Regions from separate parts of the Mus musculus genome. Here region 1 is linked to region 2. A link is a contact called in public Hi-C data. All regions are on one chromosome and are shown on one strand. The core of a region is the stretch at or near the end of the contact, and the rest is flanking DNA. Distances in the headings are between cores, read along the strand shown.

Region 1 (7,147 bases), core at 3,310-5,809, 79 kb before region 2:
AGAAAAGAAAAAAAAAAACAACCCTACATCATCATTTCATTAGATGCTGAAAAAGCCTTTGACAAAATCCAGCACCCCTTCACAATAAGTCTTGGAGAGATCAGGGACACAAGGCACATACCTAAACACAATAAAGGAATATACAGAAAGCCAATAGCCAACATCAAATTAAATGGAGAGAAACTTAAGGCAACTCCACTAAAACCAAGGACAAGGCTGCCCACTCTCTCCACATCCATTCAATACAGTACTTGAAGGTTTAGCTAAAGCAGTAAAACAACTAATGGAGATCAAGGAGGAACAAACTGGAAAGGAAGAACTCAAAGCATTGCTACTCGCAGATGATGACAGTATACATAAGTGACTTCAAAACTCTACCAGAGAACTCCTGCAACTAATAAACACCTCAGCAAGGTGCTGGGTACAAATTAACTCAAAAAACAGAATCAGTACTCCTCCTCATTATAAACAATAAACAGGCCAAGAAAGAAACTACGGAGACAACACCCTTCTCAATAGCCACACACATAAAATATGTCGGTGTAACTCTAAACAAACAAGTGAAAGACCTGTGTGATAAGAACTTCAAGTCTTTGAAGAAAGAAACTGAAGGAGACATCAGAAGATGGAAAGATCTCCTATGCTCATGGATCGGTAGAATTAACATAGTAAAAAATGGCCATCTTACCAAAAAGCAATCTACATATTCAATGCAATTTCCATAAAAATTCCAACTCAATTCTTTATATACCTTGAAAGGGCAATTTTCAGCTTCATATGGAAAAACAAAAAATACAGGATAGTTAAAACAACCCTGTAGGGGGCTGGCGAGATGGCTCAGTGGTTAAGAGCGCCGACTGCTCTTCTGAAGGTCCCGAGTTCAAATCCCAGCAACCACATGGTGGCTCACAACCATCCATAACGAAATCTGATGCCCTCTTCTGGAGTGTCTGAAGACAGCTACAGTGTACTTACATATAATAAATAAATAAATCTTTAAAAAAAAAAAAAAAACCCTGTAAAATAAAAGAACTATGCACACTTGATTTTTCACAAAGAAGCTAAAACTATACAATGGAAAAGAAAAAGCCTCTTTAACAAATGTCGATAGTCTGACTGGACGTCTGCATGTGGAAGAATGCAAATAGATCCTTAGCTATCACACTGCGCAAAATTCAACTCCAAATAGATTAAAGGCCTCAGTGTAAGACTGAATGCACTAAGTCTGATAGAAGAAAAAATGGGGAATAGCCTTGAACTCACTGGCACAGGAGACATCGTCCTGAACAGAACACCAACTTCAGGCACTAAAATCAACAGTTAATAAATGGGACCTGATGAACCCGAAAAGCCTCTGTAAGGCAAAGGACAAAGTGGCAGCCTCCAGACTGGGAAGAACTCTATACCAGTCCTCCATCCGACAGAGGGGCAATATCCAAAATATATAAAGAACTCAAGAAATTAGACATCAACAAACCAAATAACCCAATTTAAAAAATGGGGTACAGATCTAAACAGGATTCCTGACAGAGGAATCTGTAATGGTTGAAAAGCACTTAAAGAAATGTTTAACACTAATGGAACATCGTTCACTAGGAAGATCCTGTCCTTTATCTTATAGACAGTTCTTGACCTTTTATGGACAGAGTTGATTTAATTCAAATGAAATTCCTCCAGGTGATAGGCTCTATATTGAGACCTGAATAATTTCTCTGTGCTACATGACCAACATTCCACCACCCTCTCCCTTCTCTCCTGCTTACTCAGTGATTCCTCAGACCTAAGCAGTGATTGCAGAAATCTGTACAGACTCTCATTTCCACTTCCCATCTCCACTCTCTGTGCAGTATGGCACCATGTACAATGTAGACTTTAACTCACTGTTCTATAAACTTTTGTCATTTATGGAACACCCATGTCCTTTTTCACAGTAACAGTTCACTGTCTGTTTTATTATTTACTGAAATGAAATGATTTTTCCTTTTTAATAAATATATTTGATTAGAAAAAAAAGAAATGTTTAACATTCTTAGTCACTAGGGAAATGCAAATCAAAATGACTCTGAGAGTCCATTTTACACCCATCAGAATGGCTAAAATCAAAAACTCAAGTGACAGCACATGCAGGCAATGATGTGGAGCAATGGAGCACTCCTCCATTGCTGGTGAGAGTGCAAACTAGTACAGTTGATTTCTACTCTGGAAATTTGGCGGTTTCTAAAGAAAATTGGGAATAGTTCTCTCTCAAGTCCCAGCTATACTACTCCTGGGCATATGCCCAAAAGATGTTCCACCAAGCCACCAGGACACTTGCTCGACTATGGTCACAGAAGCTTTATTGGTAGTAGCCAGAAACTGGAAACAACCCAGATGTCCCTCAACTGAGAATGAATAAGGAAAATGTAATATGTTTACACAATGGAATATTACTCAGCTATTAAAAACAATGACATTATGAAATTTACAGGCAAATGGAAGGAATTAGGAAAGATCACTCTGAGTGAGGAACTGAGATCCAGAAAGACAAACATGTTATGTTCTTATTTATAAGTGGTTATCAGCCATAAACTACAGTATAACCAAGCTACAATCCACAGAAACCAAATAACAAGGAGGGCCCAAGGGGGAATTCCTGAATCTCACTCAGAAGGGAAAATAGAATGGACATTGGGAGTGGAGAGAAGGAACTGGGAGGGGGGAGGGGGAGAAGGAGAACAGGAGGATCAAGTGTGGGGAGGGTAGAGAGAGAGAGAGAGAGAGAAAGAGAGAGAGAGAAAGCGAACTAGAATTGGTGCTGGTAATGGTAGTAGGGAATCTCTGGGATTTTCCTAGAAACCTAGGATGATGGAAACTCCCAGAAATCTGTGGGGTGACTCTAGGTAAGACTCCTAACAACTATGGAACCTCAAACTCTCATCTCCTGTAGCCAGGCAGGACTTCTAATAGAGAGATGGGGTCACAAACCCAGTCACAAAGCCTTTGACCCAAAATTTGTCCTGCCTAAAGATGTGCAGGGGTAAAGATGGAACAGAAATTGATGGAACAGCCAACCAATTTCTGGCTCGACTTGAGACCCAGATAAGCCAGCAAGAACCTGAGTTTTCTATCATATTCAACTAACTAGGAATATTCACCTGATTATGCTGTAAGATTCCTTGGACATTAACATACGATCTAAGAAACCATTCCTTGTTCTGCAGTACTTAGTACATAGAAGAAATTGGCAGCTGATATATCCCTATGCCTAATCACAGTGACCAGTCCTGTGGCATGTAAGACACATCAGAGCCCCACAGATTGACATAGGGTAACTAGATATACTAGGCTAGGAAGCATGTCTGCATATCCCTGACTGCATACCGAGAGCAAGCCAGGGGCAGTAGCAAGATCTCCAACAGAAGGGAACAGCTACCACCTGTTACTGGGAGGTCTGGTCTGACCTCAGGGTACTCTTCCCCCATATTCAAGTGAAGGACAGCAGCTTCTGACCCCAGACCTACCTGCTTGTCTCATAAGCTCTCCTCCAAGACCCCTGAAAACCAAAGGAAGAAGACAGTTAAAGTCTTTTACACATGAAACACCCCACTAAGCAACAGATACACCTTCAGGCCCCCAAAACTATGACAGTTTTCAATAATCAGGTGATTTAGCGCTACATTTTTGGAAAAACCCAAAATTGCCATGAAAAGATCATCCTCGGGCAGACTCCCGTCCTTTTAGCTTCCACAGGACACTTGGTCATCACCAATATATCACACAGAACCAATCCCAAATGCTGCTTAACACACTCCACAATGCCAAGACGACCGTCACATGGCCCAAAGCTGTAGTACACTCATGTTCATCATCACGCTGTCTGCGAGAAGCTATCGAACCCGATGGAGATAAGTACACTGTGACCATCAAAGGCACGGCCATCAGCAGCCACCCCAGTCGTCATCCTCCTACTGAGGGCCTGAGATGCCACTTCTCTGACACCTTGTAGCTTACAAGCTCTCCAAATAAAGTCACACTGTTCTCCCAAATTCTGTACTATTTAAGTCTCTTCTGTAGCTTTAAGCAAACACTATAAGAATTAAATAGAAAAACATTTTTTTTTTTTACATATGGGAGTTTTGCCTGCTTGTATTTCAGAGTGTCATTTGCATACCTGGAGCCCATGGAGGCCAGAAAAGAGCATTAAATCCCCAGAACTGGAATTAACAGATGGCTGTGAATTGTCATGTGGGTGCTGGGAAGCAAACCTGAGTCCTCTAGAAAAGCAGCCAGCACTCTCAGTTGCTGAGCCATCTTTCCAGTCCCCCAATTTAAATTATTTTAGTAAGTTTTCTGCAAGGCATTTCATCCTACTGAAACACAACAAAACAAACAAAAAACCCAAGGAATCTTTACTCAAAACCTAGGCAGTTTCAGGAGTAGGTTATGGCAAAAGCAAGAAATAAAAATGTTTCAAAGTCCTCACAGAGAGAAGTGGTTAAGATGGTGAGGCTTATGTGACAGTTCTGACAAGCCCAGAGGCCCAGACTGGGATAATATTAGCCCACAAAAGCTCCCAGGCACAGCATAACTCACTGTGTGTGCCCACCTTCACTGCCTACTCCCAAAGTCTGGAGAGGAGTCAGTAAGAGGCACGGGAAGTAAGGCTCCTCACTTCCAGAGTTCAGGACAGTAAATGTTCAGCCCCACACCACAAAAAGAAACAACACAGCAAGACATGAAAGAGAGGGAGGGGAAAACGGGGAAATCCTGTGTCTAACAGAACTTAGATCCAGAATATACAGAGCTTTTACTGCTCAACAAGACAGATGGTGAATATTTTCAAGGAACTGAATGAGGGCTGGATGTGTTGGCATATGCCTTTAACCCAGCACTCAGGAGACAGGCAGATCTAGGGAACAGAAAAACAAAAACAAACTATTAAGAAGGAGGAGGAGGAGGAAGAAGAGGAGGAAGAAGAAGAAGAGGAAGAGGAGAGGAGGAGGAAGAGGAATAGGAGGAAGAGGAGGAGGAAGAGGAAGAAGAATAGGAGGAAGAAGAGGAGGAGGGGAGGAGGAAACGGAAGGGAAGGAAGAGGAAGGGGAGGAAGAGGAGGAGAAGGAAAAGGAGGAAGAGGAAGAGGAGGGGGAGAAGATGAAGATGAAGACAAAGATGAAGAAGAAGATGAAGACAAGAATAATTCTCAAGGCTAGAAAAATGAATCAGCAGTTAAGAACACTGGCTACTTTTCCAAAGGATGCAGGTTCAATTACCAGTGCCGATGTGACAGCTAACAACCAAGTGCAGGATATCAGACACCTTCTGGCTTCCTTGGGAACAGCATACACATTGACTACAGACATACAGTCAGGAAAACCAGCAATATACATAAAATCAAAATCAATATTTTTAAAAGACCAGAATGAGACATAGTAATACCAATCTAAAATAAAACAAGAGAGATAAATTATATATACAATAAGATGGATGAACCTCAAAAACACTGAGAGAAAGAACCAGACCTAAAGGCTTTACATATTATCCTTCCTGCACAGAGTCTAAAAAAAGGAAGACTGCAGAGACAGAGAGCACTCAAGCTTTCTGACCCCGAGAGCCAACAGCCACCAAGAGCAGTAGGCAACACCTGCTCATTTGGGCAGGACACAATGGTCTTCAGCCACAGAAATGCCAAGGACACACTGAAACATGGGGTGCCATGACCTGTGACTTTAGCTTCCAAAAAGCTGAAAGGCACCAAAGATTTGCAACCATCATTCCCTTGACTACTGGGTTGAGTGACAGTTGCACGTGGAAGAGTGAGGACAGGTGAAGGTCAGCTATTGGCTACTTACAAGGACAACAAGGGACAGCAAACAAAGGTTCCTTTCACCAAGTCTGACAACCTAAATTCCTGGGACCCACAAGATAGAAGGAAAGAACCAACTCCTACAAGTTGGAGTTGTCCTCTGACTGCCACTAGTACACATGGTATGTGTTACACACACACACACACACACACACACACACACACACACACACACGCACGCACATAGATGTAATTTAAGTGCTTCGGTGAACCAACTATTCCACAACACACATTTCCATTAGACACAAGATGTCTTAACTCTGTAGACTTACCTATAGAGATGGCGGTCACAAAGCTAAAATTAAAGAGCCAAAAATCAGTTATTTGAGTTAAAGAATTTGTTATATATATAGTGATGGCTGTCAACACAAGAATGATGGCAGGGTGACAGAGCTGAGCTTTTGACTGCCAGAAAGTCCATCAGGAAGGTCAGAAGACAAAGGCCCCCAACTCACTGTGCCTGGCCTTGGTTAGGTTCTTCAGGTGCATTGCTTCTAAGGGAAAACTAAGGCACACAGTGGGGAGAAAGAGGGTGTCCCCTTCCATCCTAGCCCACTGATAGACACACAAGCATAAAACAAACCCTGACAAATGGCTCTGGAGTCAGTCTTCAGACTCAGAAGTAATTCAGTTTGTTGTGAGTATGTTTGATGTTTGCTGGATATAATTTAGTTTGTTGTTGTGAGTACATCTGATACTTGCTGGATATTCACACAACTACTGTCAGTTCACAACCCCTTCATACACATCTGTAATTCCCACAAAACTAAAAGTAGCAGCCCTGTCACCACCCATGTTCCTCAGCAACAGGAAACCCTAGCAATGGAGGACACAGAGCCTCCATTCCTTCAGCCACTGCATAGGGCTGCCCTCAACACCCTCACTTCAAGAATGCCTGACAAGAATGCCAGGCTCCACTTGGAAGCAAGAAATATAAAACTAATCAAATGGCCTCACCATAGTCATGATCTGAGACAAACAGTTCGTTAGTATAAAAAGAGGAAAATTGTATGGAATAGAAAAATATTTACATTAATCCCAGCACTTGGGAGGCAGAGGCAGGCAGATTTCTGAGTTCAAGGCCTGCCTGGTCTACAAAGTAAGTGCCAGGACAGCTAGGGCTATACAGAGAAACCCTGACTTGAAAAAAACAAAAACCAAAAAACAAAAACAAAAAAATAATTTAATTCCTTAGGAAATAAATTACTTTTTCTTTTATGTCATAGATGGCTTTGAGAATCTCAAACTCCCAGAAAAAACATACACATTTTCTTCTAGTCCCCAAAATGTGTAAAATTCAGTATT
Region 2 (7,001 bases), core at 3,886-6,385:
ACAAACCAACTCCAACTAAACCAACTAATACAGGGGCTGATCTGCACAAGGAAAAGACAAAATCACTGAACACAGAAACTGAAATCACCCAGCATGAGGAGCAGGGACAAAAATGCTCAAGGAAAAGGAATAGAACCTAAGAGACCAGAGGGACAGGATGGAGCACAGCTACACACCGAAAACTCAGATCCCAGAGTGAGAAGGAGAGCATGGCAGCTGGGATATTTACGGAAGTGAAGGCAGCGCATATCCCAAATCTGGAAGAAAGAGGAGCCCACACAACTCACAAGGCACAGGGTCCTCCACTGAACAAAAACAGCAGAAAAGGAGATAAACGGTTTAACCAAGCATCCAAAGAGATAAAAATGTTTAATTTCAAAACATAAAACTTAGGGGTAAAAAAAATCAACCACAAAATTAGGAACGCAGGTATACACTCTATTCACAATATTAACACCAATCGAATATAACCACAGAGAAAATATAGCCAAAACCCTAGACAAGCCTTCCCAGGCTAATCATGATGCCCTATGGAATATTCACAGTGTACAGGGTTCAAAGAGAAACCCTGTCCCCAAAGAAACAAAAGGACTAAAACCAGGACCAATAAAGCATCTGAGTGGCCTGAAACAAAGGCTAAGTAGCCTTTGATGATGGCCTACGTCCTTATCCACCAAAGCAAAGATCAAAATAAAAACTGAGGCACAGTATGTGGGGACATATATATGGAAATATATACATGAAGAGAACCTGGCAGAACTCTTTAAAAGATGACCACGCTGTTCCTTCCTGAGACTCAGCTCAATACTCTAGTCTGCTGTGTGTAAAGCCGATCTGACCTCCCCCAAGTCACTTTCTCCCCAACTTCAGCATGCACCCAGGAAGCTCCCCACGTCCTCTGGGACAAAAGCGAATGTTCTGGCTAGCAGCATGCTCATCTTTCTACCTTTATCCTCCCCTAGACCACACTTATCCAGGTTTCTCACTGCACACATGCGCTTTTCCTTCTCTTTCTTTTCTTAAGAAACGGGGTCTCTGAAGAAGTTGAGGCTGACCTCAAACTCACTGTAACCAAGAATAGCCTTGAATCCCTAAGTCTCTTGCCTCTAATTTCCAAAGGTTGAGATTGTAGTGTTTTTGTTTTCTGACAATTTAGCAAAAGTCAGTACACAGTGGCTATGAAAAGAAGCACCCTCAGCTATGACCTTAAGCAAATAAGACCACTCTCAGAGGAATGGTGTGAGGTCTAAAGTAAAAATATAAAACCATCCTTAAGATGCTCAGGGTTGCTGTTACCATCTTCACACACCTGTGTTCCAGAGTCTCTGTCACCCTTGTGATGATGCTACCCCCGTCAGGACACAGTACAGCATGCCCCGGCACAAAAAGAGGCTTTAACGAGGTTCCGTTCACATGGAGGCAGTGCAGGGCAGAAGGACAACTCCCAAGAGAAAGATCATGGACTAACTTAATCCACATCATGTTTTACAGTTTTAAATGGCAGCTTGACACTTCTCAGTTATGATACCAGTAATACCCGTGTCCTCACTCCAGCTGATGGATCAATGATGTCTAAGATCCTGAAATATGTCCCAGCTATATTTCATACACGCTAGTCCCATAGAAGAAGACCAAAGAGAAGCAGCACTAGTATAGGTTCCATGTACAGCCATGTTGTAGAACCTCACTAATGAGGTTTCCACAGCTGAGCTGTCTGAAAAGATCTGCTGACCTCAGGAAAGGACTAATCCAACACATGGGCCTTAATGTTCTAGGAAGTCCTCTCAGCTCCCCCAAAGGCTACGCCCAGTCCTACCTCACAAAATAGTGTGAATTTGCCACACTGGCTGCAATTCCTGACCAAGGAGGCAGGCCTAGCTATAAAAGCAGTCACCATCTAGCAAGACTTTGGAGCAGTTTCAGACGTCCTCCTTGGTCATCGGGAACACACAAACCAAGCCATGGTAAGGTGACTGACATCCCACAACAAATACGATGGTAACTACTTTTTTAAAGAGGGAAGACAAAAATAAAAACCAATGGGGATGTGAGGAACCCAAGAGCTGGTGGGAATGTAGAGCAGGGCAGCCAGGTTACAAGAGTCTAGCCTGTGGGGGACTCTCTTGCCTGTGTGTGGGACTCTTTTCCTCCTACTGGGTTGCCACATCCAGTCATGATATGAGGGTCTAGGCCCAGTCTTATTATACTGTATTATGCTATGTTCGGTGGATATCTCTGGGAGGCTTGTCCTTCCATCCGACCGTCCATCCGTCCTTCCTTCCTTCCTTCTTTTCTTTCTCTATTTCCTTCTTTCTTTTTCTTTAAGGGAAACAGAGGAGCAGTTGACCTGGGTGAGAGGGGAAGTAGCAAGAGTGACTGGGAAGAGTGGAGGGAGGGAAAATTGCGGACATAATGTATGAGAGAAGAATAAAAAAAAAAAGAGCCTGGCCTGTTTCTTGAACTGATCCATCATTTCTACTCCTAGATCAACATTCAGGACAAATGGTAACACATATCTACACAGAAACTCATAAACAAATGTCCACTGCAGCGTTACTCAAAAAGTCAAAAGGCGGAGGCAACCACAATGGTTACTTCTACTGATAAGACTAAGGAAGAAGCAGTGTTTCCTTGCATATGGTAGAAACCCCATCCGCAGCAAAGGAATGGAGCCCCACACAGCGATCATCAGAAAAACCACACAAAGTTCAGACACAAAAGAACAAACAGCAGTCTGTTTAATGAAATGTCTGAAAAGGGCAAAACAGGACAGCAACCAGAGGACCAGAGCGCCTAGGGCTGGGAGCAGGGTAGGAGTGGCTGCTCTGTAGTGCAGAATTTCAGCCTGAGGCAAAGAAAATGTTCTGAAGTTAAATTACATGATGTTGCACAACTCCAAATATGTCAGAGACCACTATAAACTGTAAGTGGGTAGACTATACGGTATGTAAGTTATTGTAATAAAACTTTTTTAAAAGCAGAAAGGCTAAATAGAATGCTGCTCTAGAAGTCCCTTGTGTTCCAGTGCCCAATACTGACACTACAGCTGGGCATTAGTGAGATGCAACCACCAGATTCTAGACCAGCGGTTCTCAACCTGTGGACTATGATCCCTTTTGGGGGTTGGACAACCCTTTCACAAGGGTCACATATCAGATATCCTGCATATCAGATACTTACATTATAATTTATAACAGTAGCAAAATCATAGTTTTTAAGTAGCAACAAAATTATTTTATGGCTGGGGGTTACCACAACATGAAGAATTATATTAAAGTTAGGCAGCATTAGGAAGGATGAGAACCACTGCTCTAGACAAAAGCTGCACCCTGCACAATCTCTGTAGCACACTCAGGCCGTTACATTTCTTTTCCTTCCACTCATAAGGCACCTTCAACCACCAACAAGGACGGGTCCACCAACCAGATGGTGGCACATGGCCACAGTCTTACTATCCTCTGACTCCCCCTCACCAGGACCTAACAGCTAGCCTGGGTTCATGATCTTTCTGCATATGCCCTACACTGTACCCGCTCTCCTAAAGCTGAGCTCCACTGCTGCCATAGCTATGTCAACCTACAGCTCTAGGCACCCCTCAAGAGTGAAAGGCGGTTCTAGATACAAGAAAATCAAATATTACCATTGTCCATGACCCTCCAAATCCAGCACACATGGTTTATACAGCATGCAGCTACAACAGGCTGAAGAGATAATTAGTACATTATAAAGGCTGGCATGAGAAAGATGCCTGAGAAATATGCATATGGCATGCCCTTCCATAGAAGCACTGGTGTCCATGGCTAGCCACACTGAGGAACCCCACCAAGTCTCAGCAGCCCTAAGGATGCAGATTCATGCAGTTTGGTTACTTACCCTCTGAGAGTCTGGATGGTAGCAACAGGCCTCGTCTACCCAGCTCTGCCAATGCCAGACATCCACCATGCCATGCCTTATCCGTCTCCTGAAAACTGAAACCAGAGTTCTAAAGTCAACTCCAAGTTTAGAGCCCAAAATTTTGTAAGAAACACAAGTTGGTCCATATTCTGGGCCCAAAAGCCTTGCTAAAACTACATTACTTCTTGGCTAGACAAATAAGACACTCTAACCTAATTGAACATAACTGCCACACCAATACTACTCATTACAACACCTAATAATAGTGAAAAGACTTGGATCAATGCAAAACCAGTCCAGAGGATACGTTCTTCTAGCCGGGCTGCCTTGTCTGGCCTCAGTGGGAGAGGATGCACCTAGTCTCACAGAGACTGAAAGTGCCTGAGTGAGAGGAACCCAGGGTAAGCCCCCACCTGCTCAGAGGAGAAGGGAAGAGGGGATGGGGAAGGATTGGGGGTGGGGGGTAACTGGGAGAGGGGAGTGAGTGGGATGTAAAGTGAATGTGTAAAAACAATTTTAAAAGACCAGCCCAGAGACATTCAACCATCTACAACATCAAACCAAGTCACCGGCCTGAGATGGTGTCCTGCCACCATGACCACAATGCTGCAACCTCAGCCTACTCTCATCAGACAGCAGAGACTCAACAAAGATTCCACCCCACTCAGAGGACATTAATAGAAAAGAAACAGGTGGATGCCTTTAAATGGCACCCACTGTTACTTGAATGCTCAACATTCAAGATTACAAAACTGATAAAATAAGATGGCCACTGTGCCATGTGCCTCTAATCCCCTGGGAAGAAAAGACAGGAAGGGAAGAAATTTAAGCCTAGACTGCTAAGACACATGAGATCTCATTGAAAGAAAGAGAGAAAGGAAGGAAGGAAGGAAGGAAGGAAGGAAGGAAGGAAGGAATTAAAGAAAGAAAGAAAGAAAGAAAGAAAGAGAGAGAGAGAGAGAGAGAGAGAGAGAGGGAGGGAGGGAGGGAGGGAGGGAGGGAGGGAGGGAGGGAGAGAGAGAGAGAGAGAGAGAGAGAGAGAGAGAGAGAGAGATTTTCAAAGGCATGGAGGTGTCAGGTTTGGCTATGTTCCCAGGCTGATTGTAAACTTGCAGGCTCAAGTAATCCTTCCAAGTAACCAAGACTACAAAAAACCGATTTTGCACCCAACTAAATTGGGTCTCACAAGTAACATTTTATATTTGAAATCAATGTGCCTGTGTACTCAAAAGTTCTCTTCAGGGTGTGGCCTATGGTTATTACAATGTGAGTGACTGTTCTCAGACTGGTCAGAGCTGCTCTGAGGTTTCTGTATTTTGTTGCCAACATAAACATGGAAATGCACATCACAGAAAAGCAAAATCAAATGACAGGCTTTTACCTATTCTGGCTGAGTTCATTTAACAGTAAAGAAATGTGTAGGAAAATCAACACTAAACTGTACAGCCAACAGCACACAAACTATTAAGAGAAAAGAAGTCACTAATGTATTCAAGATGGACAGCATGGGCCTTCGTGTCAGATACAGCTGTCCTCCCACTCACCACAATTCGTATGACTCACTCATAATTACAATTTTTGAAAGTGCCAGATGTCTTAGCAGGTGTCTGCTCAGAGGCTATGTGATCACTTCAAATCTTGGAGGGTTTGTTTTATTAGTTAAGAGAGAGTCTCCTGTAGCCCAGGCTGGCCTCAAGCTCACTACGCTCACTATGTAGCCTTGACTGGCCTTGAACTATGATCCTCCTACCTCTACTGCTCAAATGCTGGTATCTGGTTCCAGTTCCAAATATTCTCTTTTTCCACTTCTAAATCTTTATGTCTTTCAGGGTTTCAAATGGAGAGAGAGATGCTTCCTCATACTTTTCATGAAGATTCATCGTCATAGTGAACTTGATACAGTATCAACATAATGTTAACTCAAATATATCACTTCTAAACTACAAAAGTGCACTATGGCTTCAGGCAGGCAGGCCTGAAAAGCTGCTATCATCCACTCCAGACTCATGTCTGATAAAGCCCAGCCTTCGATACAACAGGGGCATAGTAAGAAACTGTGGCCAAGTGCTAAGAGCAAGCCATTATCTCACATCTAAGCCTAGGCTCCCAAGCTTAGGAATCCAGAGAGAAAAAGCACAGAATGCTGGAGATGACATCATTGGGCTGCAGAAGAGGTTTCGAGACTCAGGCCTCCACACAGACCCAACGCCCTGACCCTTCCTCCCATCAGCATGCTTGCTCCATGCTGGGCCTTTTCCTCTCTCCAGAACACAGGCACAAAAACAGGACACACTTTAGTATCTGCCATCTATTAAAACAGCAGGCCCATAAGAAGGTTGAATGAGCCAGGGTCCAACATTAAACCAAGACTACAAGCCAGGAGAAAAAACACAGTCTGGAGAAGCTGTATACACTAGAAACCCAACAACACTCCAAAGAGAATGGGCTCAGGATGCCAGAGAAACTGGAGGAAAGAAAATGTAGAAAAAAGTTGGGAGAGGGGGCACCTGGAAAAAAGTTCTAAGTGACCAGAGGGAATGTGCAGAAATGCCCTATGGGGGATGGGAAAAACAGTGCTTGACCCTCAGGGAAGGCTGACAATGATGGAATCCCAGCTCTTCCTAAATCTGGCAGCACAAAGCCCAGGGAGAGCAGCAACCTATCCATCCCATGGCTCCAGGGGGAGCCCAGGGACAAGGCCTGAAACAAATCTGCAGAACCTTGAGAAAAGCAGCTATACACGGTGTCTTCTCGTCACACTCCACAAAGCAGTCCCAATAAGGATGTTTTCTGCTAGTACTTCTACTATATATTGCCACCATTGGAAAACAGTCTCTGGCACACTATCTCCTCTAAACTGCAAACTGTCACTAAGCAGCCTGAGGCAAAATGAAAGGCCCAGTTCAGAAGGAAGTGTACTTTGGATTGTTGGTGGACCATCTCTAAAGTCACAAGGACAAGTGCTGGAGGGCTCAAAGTACTGATAGCAGACTTCCTGCCAGACAGTCACAGCCACACAGAATAGCAGGCCCACACAGAATAGCAGGCTCAGAACAGCACAGCCAATAAATGGCCATGCAACCTGACTGTGGGATAAGGGATATGCC

The links. A called contact is a pair of places that touch in the nucleus more often than the background predicts.
Region 1: a contact with region 2 is called in a Hi-C map of cortical neurons, with 2.1 times the contacts expected there. The contact joins two enhancer-like sites. A contact is called at or near these places in 9 of 484 Hi-C or Micro-C datasets (CD8 T cells, bone marrow-derived macrophages, cortical neurons and 6 more), 4 of 115 datasets of contacts at active chromatin or transcription factors (the 230-238 cell line, embryonic stem cells and regulatory T cells) and 3 of 9 other capture datasets (adipose tissue, liver and pancreatic islet).

The regions. Positions count from the first base shown.
Region 1 is chr11:121,579,138-121,586,284 of GRCm38.p6, reverse strand. It overlaps Tbcd (tubulin-specific chaperone d), which reads right to left. Exons shown (of 39, transcript NM_029878.4): 22 at 6,115-6,137; 23 at 3,501-3,532. Among named protein-coding and RNA genes, the nearest start is that of Zfp750, 63 kb to the right of the region's middle. Within about 2 kb of position 4,559, at least 3 of the 459 cell types and tissues checked have an H3K27ac peak or open chromatin away from gene starts, as enhancers often do. A contact at or near this core is called in cortical neurons, where this site is marked.
Region 2 is chr11:121,500,660-121,507,660 of GRCm38.p6, reverse strand. It overlaps Tbcd (tubulin-specific chaperone d), which reads right to left. Exons shown (of 39, transcript NM_029878.4): 13 at 3,874-3,968. Among named protein-coding and RNA genes, the nearest start is that of Zfp750, 15 kb to the left of the region's middle. Within about 2 kb of position 5,135, at least 27 of the 459 cell types and tissues checked have an H3K27ac peak or open chromatin away from gene starts, as enhancers often do. A contact at or near this core is called in cortical neurons, where this site is marked.